Regions from separate parts of the Salvelinus alpinus genome. Here region 1 is linked to region 2. Evidence: chromatin contacts called from public Hi-C data. All regions are on one chromosome and are shown on one strand. Each heading gives the region's core, a stretch centred on a gene start, on an enhancer-like site or on the middle of the called end of the contact. The rest is flanking DNA. Distances are from core to core; before and after follow the strand shown.

Region 1 (5,849 bases), core at 2,453-4,952, 430 kb before region 2:
TGTGGGACTGTGATTAATTTGAATACATATTTGATAAACATCTATTATATTAGGGATTGTTATTTCCATTTAGTAATAAGTACTATAGTTGAGGAGTTTTTAATAAAGAGGGCAACAGTGTAAATGTAAATCTGTTGAAGGAATTCGATTCCTATATGGTCAATAACCAATTTAATTATACAAAGCAAACACTCTGTCCGTTTATAAGAATTTATAAAATCATTATTTGCATAAAATAGACATAGACCCGTGGCCAAATGTAATCAGTAGTGTTTATTCTCGAAAGTACTCAGACGTGCATATAAGAAAGGGCCGTTCTTTGTGTCCCTTCTTTTGCTAGCGCACATGCATACACACTAATCTGGATTGTCTCCTGAGGCTTTTTGACAGTTTATTACCCCTTAGCTGACAGTTCCAGTTCCCCCCAGATACGGAAATCCCAGAGGTCTTGAACTATTCTCCCTTATCTCCACAGAATTGGAGCTGAATCGGGTCAAACATAAGTTAACGATCAATTTCGTTTTCTTTAGAGACACACAGACATTCCTTTCTACCCTCCTAAAAGATCCAAGACCTCTTCCGTATAAACTAACATTATTCATCCATATAGAAAAACAGTAATTCAATTAGTTATAGTTATAGCTGGATGTGTACATGGTTTGGTCATTTATACATAAAATTCATAACAATATCCCTATGTAAACGCATATCCTGATTTAAACTGTACTAATCTACTAGAACATTTGACAATAATTACCAAATCCGTATATTTAACCACAACGTTGAATTTAGCATTAGGTATTGTGGGAAATGGACTTTTTAACTTGATTGATGAGTAATAAGTAAGGTACATATTAGATACGGGGAACGTGATACAATTTGTACATTCCCCACCGGGTGTGGCCGTGATTGACGGGTGGATTACCTTATTCTCCCGTGTCCAGTTAAATAATTACTGTTTCAGAGATATAAGTATATTAATAAAAATAATAGAAAAATTTGTTGAGCCCAATTTTAAGCCTTAAAAATATATTCCTATTTAAACATACTCCAGGAGATAAATAAAATCGTTACCATGGAACTCCCAAAAATTTAAAGTGTTGAAGACACTGAAATCCACATTAGAAATAAATGGCAGAAAAGAGGGAAAGGAATGGAGGAGAGAAACTATACAGAGAATGGACTGAAGAGGGCAGCATTGCCTCACATAGCGGGCTCCCAGTCGATGGGGAGCCTGGTAGAATACTAGACTCACTAAAAAGTCAAACATATAAATCCAGTTCCGAGTGGAAACAAGAGGGAGAGATACGGTTAGTTAGTGTTTGTTTAGGATATAAACTGAACGTTTTAATAGCTTGTTTAGGTTAAATTGAAAGACTAATCCATTCTAAATGATAGCGAGGCGATTTCGATGGAATGCGTTGTCTTGCCTAAATGGTCCGCTGGAACAACGTATTAGGAATGAAGTCGTATTTAAAATACTGAATCATAGGAGAGACAGTTACCTAAATCTAATGAATTCTAAATAATAACGAAGAGAAAATGACGATAGAGTTGTGCCCATCGAAATGATATTATTCTTATGGATTGACTGACATACGTTATAAATTTAGCGAGGTACATGGTGTTTAAAAAAAAGTTGGAGTAGAGAAAGTTGGAGTAGAGAAAGTTGGAGTAGAGAAAGTTGGAAAGCTTGCGATAGACTTAAAGGTTTGGTTGTTAACTAACGTTGTGATAACATTGAGTACTAACGTAAAACTGTGTCATAAAGTAGAATACACCATAACGGTACTCAAATGGATTGGTTCCCTGACCGGTTTGGGTTCTTTATTTTGTCTAATATAGTAAGGAACACTTCTTTGAAGTGGTGGTATGACTTATGACTTCTATCATAACTTTCCATTGTGGTCTGATCAGCCACATTGGAAAGCCATTTGGATGGAGAATCTAAGGTCATTGGCGTCTGAGATTAAGGTAATTTGATACAACAAGGCGGTGAAATTAATATTATGGATATTGGTGGAGGATGAAAGGTCACTTGAGGGCGCCATTGGTCAACTTATGTTTGAAGTGCCCACTTCTCTGTTCATTGCACTATGCTTGGCTGTGGAATGGGTATAATGGTTTCAGGGGGGGAGTGATGGAGGTCCATGCCCGGGTTGGGTGCATCCTCTATGCGGTCCCCTACCCCCCACCCGGGATTGTCCACAAGAGGGCGCCACTGGACATTTTAAGCTGATTTTAAGCATATGGGCCTGGGAACACAATGAAAATCAGTTAGGATACATAAAACATTTTATTTTTAAAGGTACACTCATGTTAAGTAAATAGAACATATTTTAAGCCAACAGGGCAGGAACAGAGAATTGTTAGATTTGCGCCAGTATTGATACAAGTATCAAAAGGGGGATGGAATAGCGCACTTAGTGGTGTGGCCTATTAGTTAAATATCCCTAGAGTTGGTTTACTAGGATAATAATGGAGGACATTCTAGCTAATCAGATAGAACAAATAGAATGACAGAGTTAGGGACCTGAACAAGTAGGCAAAGAAGAAGATATAATCAGAGAGAATAAATGAGAAATTGTTTGTTAACCAAACCTGTATGTCCAAGATTTTATGCACTACAGGTGAATTACAGGAGAAGGTGATTCATGCAATCCATTCCATGAGGAGAATAGGTGGAATGCAGCCCCGTTGGGAGGGGCCATACCAAGTATTCCTTGGTATGGCCAAGGAGTATTTGCTTTATCTTGGCCAGGTCGCAGTTGTAGATGAGAACTTGTTCTCGACTGGCCTACCTGGTTAAATAAAAATAAAAAAACTGAGGAAGACAACAGGTACTTAACTATTCCCCTCTTTTATGAAGTTACTCACTGAAGAGGGTTAAACCAAGGCCTCATAACTTTTAAAGGGTTAATAAATTGTGTTATGATAAACTGTAAGTCTGTGTGTGTATTAACACATGCTTTGAGTGTTGTGCCATTCAGACATTATCAGAAGGCGGAAACCGCCTAAGTTCATACATACTCCTCCTGTCTGGGCCCCACCTGGGTATCTGAGGTTCTGAGAATACCACTGGTTTCCCGAGAACACAAGGCTGCCGCAGGCCTGATGAAAACAGCCACCTATCAGAAGAAGCTTGGACTCTTTCACCTTGTTATGACCCTACACTTGTGATGTTTGTTTTTTAAATTACATTTTACTTGCATTGAGTGTGATATGTGTTCGCATTACCTAACTTCATTAATTGAATGGTCTGTACTATGCAGAATCCTTGGACGTCCCTAAATTGAAATGTAAAATGTTTAGGAAAGGCGTTAAATGCGTAAGCATGCTTCAGTTCTGTTGGCGACTAGCCGAACCGAGTGTGCTAGCATACTCCCTTAAAAGACATTCGCTTGAAAAACGAGGTGAAAAAAATGGCAATAGTACTGTTTGTCCATTTTGCGACGCCGTAGCCAGTTACACTTCCTCAAAATAGTCAGAACTAATCGAAGATATCACAAGAAATCTGTCATTAATGTTGACGTTTTTACCGAATAAATCTTAGTTGCGCAATTGTACATCTAACTAAGTTTTTTTTGTGCAGTATTTCTCAATGAAAAAATGTGCAATAAAAGGACTCGTCTCTGGTTGAATAACAACAAAGACTATATTGAAGAATCCCTACTGTTGACCAATCACCGACGAAGGGGCGTAGACATCGGCTCCGAACTTCGGCTTGCCTCCAGAAAAAAATGTCGTGTGCCCGAACAGCGGAAAAAACCCTCACCGAAGTCCAAAACTAACAAAAACCTCACAAAATGTCGACATAGGTATGTGCACGAACTCTACCGAACTGTTTCGCCCGGGAAGCAAGCAAACTTTTTACGTTAAGTACGTCCCAAGAACCTAGATATCTCTAAACCATTTGAGTTCGAAACAGGACACGCTGATTGGGTAGTTCATGTACCTGCGCAGCCAGACGAACGAAGGGTTCCATTAGTTACCACAGCCACAAAGTCAAAATGGGTTATATCGTAAAAATGCATAAAAATAACAAATTTGCCTTTTAAGACTAGGCATACAGTTATCAGGTTAAAATCATATTTTAAGAAGATAAATGGGCGGGGTTTATGACTTTGTGGCTGTGGTAACTAATGACGACCCAGTAGGAAAGCGAAAGAGACAACCAGCTAAAGGCGAGCGCGCGGCCATGTTGAATTGTCGTTTTTTTAAAGAAGAGACAATAGAGAGACAAGTCGGTGGGTTTCACGAAACACAAACAGTTTCATAATACTTGGGAAAATTGCTTTAATTAAGTTAACGAGAGAAGACGTTCGATGAACATTAAGGTAACGTGTTATATTTGTTTGAAGTAGCTGATAGTGCATGGGCGCTACTCGGCTGCCTTTGCTAGTAATGTTATGTTTGAAGGAGAGTCGACCAGTCAGCCTACGCTAAACGTTAGTTACCATAGCTAGTTAACCAGCAATGTTTGCTAAGCAAACGTGCTAGCTAGTTATTTCATATTTAACTTTCTAAAATCTGTCGACTGTATCTAAGTCGTTAGCCTCAGCTCGAACATGTGTCGTGAAGGTACTGCTAGCCTCCTAGTTGTCAGTCAAACTATCTCAGCCCAAAAACTTCGATTAACACGTTGTCACAGCTAGCTAGCTAACGTTAGTTGACTAACACAACTCTAGCTAGCTACGTTAGCTTAGCTAATCTACTTTACCGGGCATTTAATGCCACTATGTAGATAATTATCCAAGTAAAGTTTGCATACCGTTACTGTGGTCACACAACCAATCATTAGTTAGCCATCTAACGTTAGCTGGTAAACCAATTGTGGGTCTGTTGGTTGCTCATACGGCTATCAATTTGTTAATTGTCTCATGAGTACACTGATCACCAACTCAGCGCTAACGTTAACTAAACTATTTTGTTGAACTCAGTCCTAGCTAACTATCGTAGTGTTTTAGCACAGCCAACTTGTGCGTAGTTAACGTGTACTCGTAACTTATTTTTTGGGATCTTTTTAAAACAGTTTTTCTGCTTTGCTTTTGCCCCAGACCACTGCACTTGGTAACTAACGTTAGCTAACTGCTAACTACTCTTACATCGACAATTTTTAACACGTAACCTAACTAGCTAGCTAAACACCTTGCTAATATGTCCAGTTCGCTAGTTACACGTTAAAATTAAAATGCTCAAGTGTAACGTTAGACTCGATTAGCTCACGTTCTGGAAATAAACACATTCTATCATTTCAAGTGCAGTCCTGGTTAGTGGTTGTTTTGTTTAGAAATTTAGATTAATTTACATGTTTAAATTATTGAAACCAATCTCAATTTCCTTTTAGTATTAGCTACACTCAATAGCGGCACAGGCACAAGTTTTCATTTGTGATGCATTTGTCCTTATGATGTATTGTTGCTTTCGTGCAGGTAACCAGGAGTTGAATGCAAATGTGACTGAGGAGTGTGTCAGCTCCACATCTACCACAGCAAAAGAAGAGCACAACAGCAGAACACACATTGTTACTGTCAAAGTGAACAGCACAAAGGGTTGGAACTATTTCCCTCAGTGTTTTGTGCAAGTAATTTTTTTTGTGGTTGACAAGAGCACGATTTTTTTGCTTCATAACACACCAAAAAAACACCAAGTTGAAAGACTCAGAAAAACATTGGAATAGTCCATGTGAATCAGAGGACAGTACAGGTCTGTTTGAATGTAAAAGCACTTGAGACTAACAAAGAAACGTACGACCACTTCAGTCCAGGAAAAACGGTGAAAAGGTCTTTGACCATAGAAACGATATTAAAAACTTTACAGGTTGTTGTACACGGAAAAGAGACTTCAGA
Region 2 (5,802 bases), core at 3,188-5,687:
CTGCCCAACACATCACCGTGGCAAACTGCCTGCCCTCCAGGACACCTACAGCACCCGATAACGCAGGAAGGACAAAAATATCAAAGGACATCAACCACCCGAGCCACGGCCTGTTCACCCAGCTATCATCCAGAGGGCAAGGTCAGTACAGGCGCATCAAAGCTGGTACCAAGAGACTGAAAAACAGCTTCTATCTCAAGACTGTTTTATTTTAAGGGATGTATCAGCTTTAATATTGCAGATAGATTGTTGCTTCCATCAATGTAATAGTCTGCACCATATATTTTGGGGGTAAATATATATATCCATTTACAGTTGAAGTTGAAGTTTACATACACCTTAGCCAAATACATTTAAACTCTGTTTTTCACAATTCCTGAAATGTAATCCTATTAAACATTTCCTGTCTTAGGTCAGTTAGGATCACCACTTTATTTTAAGAATGTAAAATGTCAGAATAGTAGTAGAGATAATGATTATTTCAGCTTTTATTTCTTTCATCACATTCCCAGTGGGTCAGAAGTTTACATACATTCAATTAGTATTTGGTAGCATTGCCTTTAAATTGTTTAACTTGGGTCAAACGTTTGGGGTAGCCTTCCACAAGCTTCCCACAATAAGTTGGGTGCATTTTGGCCCATCACTCCTGACAGAGCTGGTGTAACTGAGTCAGGTTTGTAGGCCACCTTGCTCGCACACGCTTTTTCAGTTCTGCCCACACATTTTCTATGGGATTGAGGTCAGGGCTTTGTGATGGCTACTCCAATACCTTTACTTTGTTGTCCTCAAGCCATTTTGCCACAACTTTGGAAGTATGCTTGGGGTCATTGTCAATTTGGAAGACCCATTTGCGACCAAGCTTTAACTTCCTGACTGATGACTTGAGATGTTGCTTCAATATATCCACATAATTTTCCTCCCTCATGATGCCATCTGTTTTGTGAAGTGCACCAGTCCCTCCTGCAGCAAAGCACCCCCACAACATGATGCTGCCACCCCTGTGCTTCACGGTTGGGATGGTGTTCTTCGGCTTGCAAGCCTCCCTCTTTTCCTCCAAACATAACGATGGTCATTATAGCCAAACAGTTCTATTTTTGTTTCATCAGACCAGAGGACATTTCCCCAAAAAGTACAATATTTGTCCCCATGTGCAGTTGCAAACCGTAGTCTGGCTTTTTTATGGCGGTTTTGGAGCAGTGGCTTCTTCCTTGCTGAGCGGCCTTTCAGGTTATGTCGATATAGGACTCGTTTTACTGTGGATATAGATACTTTTGTACCTGTTTCCTCCAGCATCTTTACAAGGTCCTTTGCTGTAGTTCGGCGATTGATTTGCACTTTTCGCACCAAAGCACGTTCATCTCTAGGAGACAGAATGCGTCTCCTTCCTGAGCGGTATGACGGCTGCGTGGTCCCATGGTGTTTATACTTGCATACTATTGTTTGAACAGATGAATGTGGTACCTTCAGGTGTTTGGAAATTGCTCCCAAGGATGACCCAGACTTGTGGAGGTCTACAATTTTTTTCCGATGTCTTGGCTGATTTGTTTTGATTTTCCCATGATGTCAAGCAAAGAGGCACTGAGTTTGAAGGTAGACCTTGAAATACATCATACATCTACAGGTACACCTCCAATTGACTCAAAGGATGTCAATTAGCCTATCAGAAGCTTCTAAAGCCATAACATAATTTTCTGGAATTTTTCAAGCTGTTTAAAGGCACAGTCAACTTAGTGTATGTAAACTTTTGACCCACTGGAATTGTGATACAGTGAGTTATAAGTGAAATAATCTGTCTGTAAACAATTGTTGGAAAAATTATTTGTGTCATGCACAAAGTAGATGTCCCAACCGATGTATGTATGTAAACTCCGACTTTAACTCTATTTTATGTCGGAAACAGTTAGTTATACATTTTTATGTCCTAGTTATAAACAAGTTATCATCTAGTAGGCTTTGATTACATTTCCAATATCCTCGCCCACGTGGAAATTCTGTAAGTGTAGTATGTATGCCAATTAAGTGATGATCTGACCGCATTCTGTCCCCATGAACACTTTTTAAACTTTTGGTGCCAGAGAGAATGACATAAGAAAGTAATCAAGATGACTAGCTTGATTAAGCCTCCTCCATGTATAACTCACTAGGTCAGGGTATTTAAGCCTCTGTATATCCACTAATTCCAACATATCCATGACATTCATGATTTCCTTAAGTGCCTGAGGGTGATAGTGTGATTTCCTTTACGGTCCATAGAGGTATTTAAAACCTTATTAAAATCCCCCACCATAACAATAGAGTCTAGTGTTGCTTGTAGAGTGATAAATTCTTATATTTTCAAAGAAGCTTAGATCATCATTATTTGTACCGTATAGGTTAATAAGTCATATCTGTTTATTGTCCAATAACATATTCAAAATAATCCATCTTCCTTGATGATCTGTTTGGACAATTTGCACATTTGGATCAAAATTACTGTTAGTTAATATCATCAACCCTTTTGAATTTCTTTGCCCATGGGAGAAATATATTTCACCCCCCCGGTCCTTTTTCCACAATACTTCATCTAAAATTGTTGAATGAGTTTCCTGTAAACAATAGATACTATATTCCTTCTCTTTTAGCCAGGTAAATTCTGATCATCTTTTCTTATTATCTGCTAAGCCATTGCAATTATAACTGGCTGTACTTATTTCACCACTTACCATAATAAGACACACGTTTAAATTCTATTAATCAAAATATATGTTTGCAAACGAAACATGATGATTGAGTGTCTATATAGGTGTACCATGATATTTGCATTGCTACTAAGTAAACCTCCAATTGGTCCCCCCTATTCCACCCGCTAAAATCCCTCATCCTGAGTTGGGTTGTCATCCCAATGCCCGGCAGACCACCCTCGACCCTCCGGATCACATAGCCCCGGAGAAACCGGGACCCATCCTTCGAAAAGAGCACACAGTGCCACCCACAGAACAGAAGCAGATCAACCGCCAAATGCATTTCCATCGCCCTCACCTCGATTTATATTATATATAATTAGCTGTTAATGTTTGTAGTAATGTAGGCAATTTATGCAAAGGATTTTTACCTCTCACCAGTCTCGCCATTACCAAAATTACATTATGGCAAGCAATTATTATATTAGCAAACAACTATTGTGAATCTTCCTATATTGTCCCTAACATCTTTTACTCCCTCGCAACAGTTGTGGGATACACACACGCATACACACTCAACCCCTTTCCCCCACAACAACCATAGACTCAGATTCTCAACAGTTGCACCATTCCAGAACCCAACTCAAGAAAGGTCTTGATATTCAGTTACAGCTGTATGAGAAGGCCTGCAAAACTGTCTCTTTTTTTTTTCAGAAATGGGGAGATTTGATTAACCATTGTCATGTCCTAGATGATGGAGGTCAGATATACCCCATAGACCATATTCCCAAGCATCTCTATGCAGACTGTTAAATAGCCATCACTAGCCGGCTACCACCCGACTACTCAACACTGCACCTTAGAGGCTGCTGCCCTAAATACATAGACATGGAATCACTGGCCACTTTAATAATGGAACACTTGTCACCTTAATAATGTAACACTTGTCACCTTAATAATGTTTACATACTGCTTTACTCATCTCATATGTATATACTGTATTCTATTCTACTGTATTTTAGTTAATGCCACTCCGACATTGCTCGTGCTAATATTTATATATTTCTTAATTCCATTCTTTTACTTTTAGATTTGTGCATTGTTGTGAATTGTTAGATATTAATTCACTGTTGGAGCTCGGAACACAAGCATTTCGCTACACCCGCAATAACATCTGTTAAATATACTCTACCGTTCAAAAGTTTGGGGTCACTTCGAAATGTCCTTGTTTTTGAAAGAATTTTATTTTTTTTGTCCATTAAAATAACATCAAATTGATCTGAAATACAGTGTATACATTGTTAATGTTGTAAATGACTATTGTAGCTGGAAACGGCTGATTTTTAATGGAATATCTACATAGGTGTACAGAGGCCCATTATCAGCATCCACCACTCCTGTGTTCCAATGGCATGTTGTGTTAGCTAATCCAAGTTTCTCATTTTAAAAGGCTAATTGATCATTAGAAAACCCTTTTGCAATTATGTTAGCACAGCTGAAAACTGTTGTTTTGATTAAAGAAGCAATACAACTGACCTTCTTTAGACTAGTTGAGTATCTGGCGCATCAGCAATTGTGGGTTCGATTACAGACTCAAAATGGCCAGAAACAAATAACTTTCCACTGAAATTCGTCAGTCTATTCTTGTTCTGAGAAATGAAGGCTATTCCATGCGAGAAATTGCCAAGAAACTGAAGATCTCGTACAACGCTGTGTGCTACTCCCTTCACAGAACAGCGCAAACGGTTTCTAACCAGAATAGAAAGAGAAGTGGGAGGCACCGGTTCTACACTCATCTAAACTCCTTACTTGTTCGTTGAAACAATGAACAAACGCCACCTACTGGAGAGAGACCGAGTTTCTGCGAGTTGTGCCTTCCTCTTCCTTTTTGTTAATCAGTGGTCTCACGCCGAGGCAGCTCGGTTCCAAATCGAATGCAATCTACTTTCAGCAGGTGCAAAACACGACTACACGCTTGCCTGGGCAAGATTAATCGAACCCCCTCATTGAAAACGACATAAATGAACTATTTTGAGTTAGTTATAAATGAGCGCGTTCGATATTGCAGCCGACTTTAAAGGCAAGTCGAGACTGACTGATCACCTTGCATCATTAATAACCCTTTAACTGGCACACCAATATATATACTTTTTTTTATTTTAGTCTATTGCACTGATGGCACATTGTGTCACCTTCTTCAACTACAAGACCTACAACCCACAGCCTTGTTGCCCTAGGTCTGGGATTTCAGAGATTAGGGGATGTTCTCATTTGGGAAAAAGGCTGTCCTCTCCTCGAATCCTCTGTCCTCTCCTCGAATCCTCCGTGACCCAGAAACCGATAAGTGGTCGAGTGTCAATATGTTAGTAGAACTGAGGAGTGTCCTCGCATCCTCATGTCAAGGAAGCACAAGATTATCCTACCGGAGTCTTTTGTGGGAGGGTTTGGAGATCCGCTACACCCCAATTGTTCTTGACAGAGAAAAGCAGGCACGTATTTAAAAACGACATGCTACTTATCCTTTTATTTATGAAACTAAATGACGTTTTACTACTTTAAACATTTAATTTGCACGTGAAGGAGTCTTCATACATGTGCATTTGTTTCCACATTTCCTCTCCTCCTCTTTGATTACCTTTGACCTTTTTCAAAAAGAGGCGAGGAGATGACGAAAGAGCTTTAGGTAAGCTAATTGAGAATGTCCCTAGGTCCACAATGTGACTATCAAAATGTGGGAATGATATTGTAGCCTGAAAGCCAATTTATGCTTGATCTACAAATGTGGTCGGAGGCGTTGTATGGAAGGTGTGACACAATTACGAAGCCTCCGGAGGCATGCAGAGGCCAAATCAAGCTCCGTACCACATCGCTGTGCGCCTTTCACATTTTGTAACAATGCAGAGGGCACTGTATAGCTCAGCATTGACATGATTGGTTGGCGGTAAGTGGGGGCGGGAGGTCCTGTATAAACATTGTTCTGGCTACTGTGGCGGCTGCATCTCAGTAAGTGCTATACGGCCACAGCAGGTGGCAGATTTACCATGCAGAGCCTTTAAGAGCTTAAATCAATCCACTTCAATAGCATGCATATCGTAATATGCAGAGTCAGTCATGCTGCAATATCAAAACCAGCCAGTGCAGG

The links. A called contact is a pair of places that touch in the nucleus more often than the background predicts.
Region 1: a Hi-C map of red muscle shows a contact between it and region 2, with 8 times the contacts expected there. The contact joins the promoter of LOC139572365 here to the promoter of LOC139573409 in region 2. A contact is called at or near these places in 2 of 3 Hi-C or Micro-C datasets (muscle and red muscle).

What each region holds. Positions count from the first base shown.
Region 1 is chr4:35,628,878-35,634,726 of SLU_Salpinus.1, reverse strand. LOC139572365 (probable ATP-dependent RNA helicase ddx6) reads left to right here and starts at 3,702. Exons shown (of 13, transcript XM_071395095.1): 1 at 3,702-3,818; 2 at 5,433-5,849.
Region 2 is chr4:35,200,628-35,206,429 of SLU_Salpinus.1, reverse strand. LOC139573409 (zinc finger protein 436-like) reads right to left here and starts at 4,437. Exons shown (of 4, transcript XM_071396816.1): 1 at 4,197-4,437.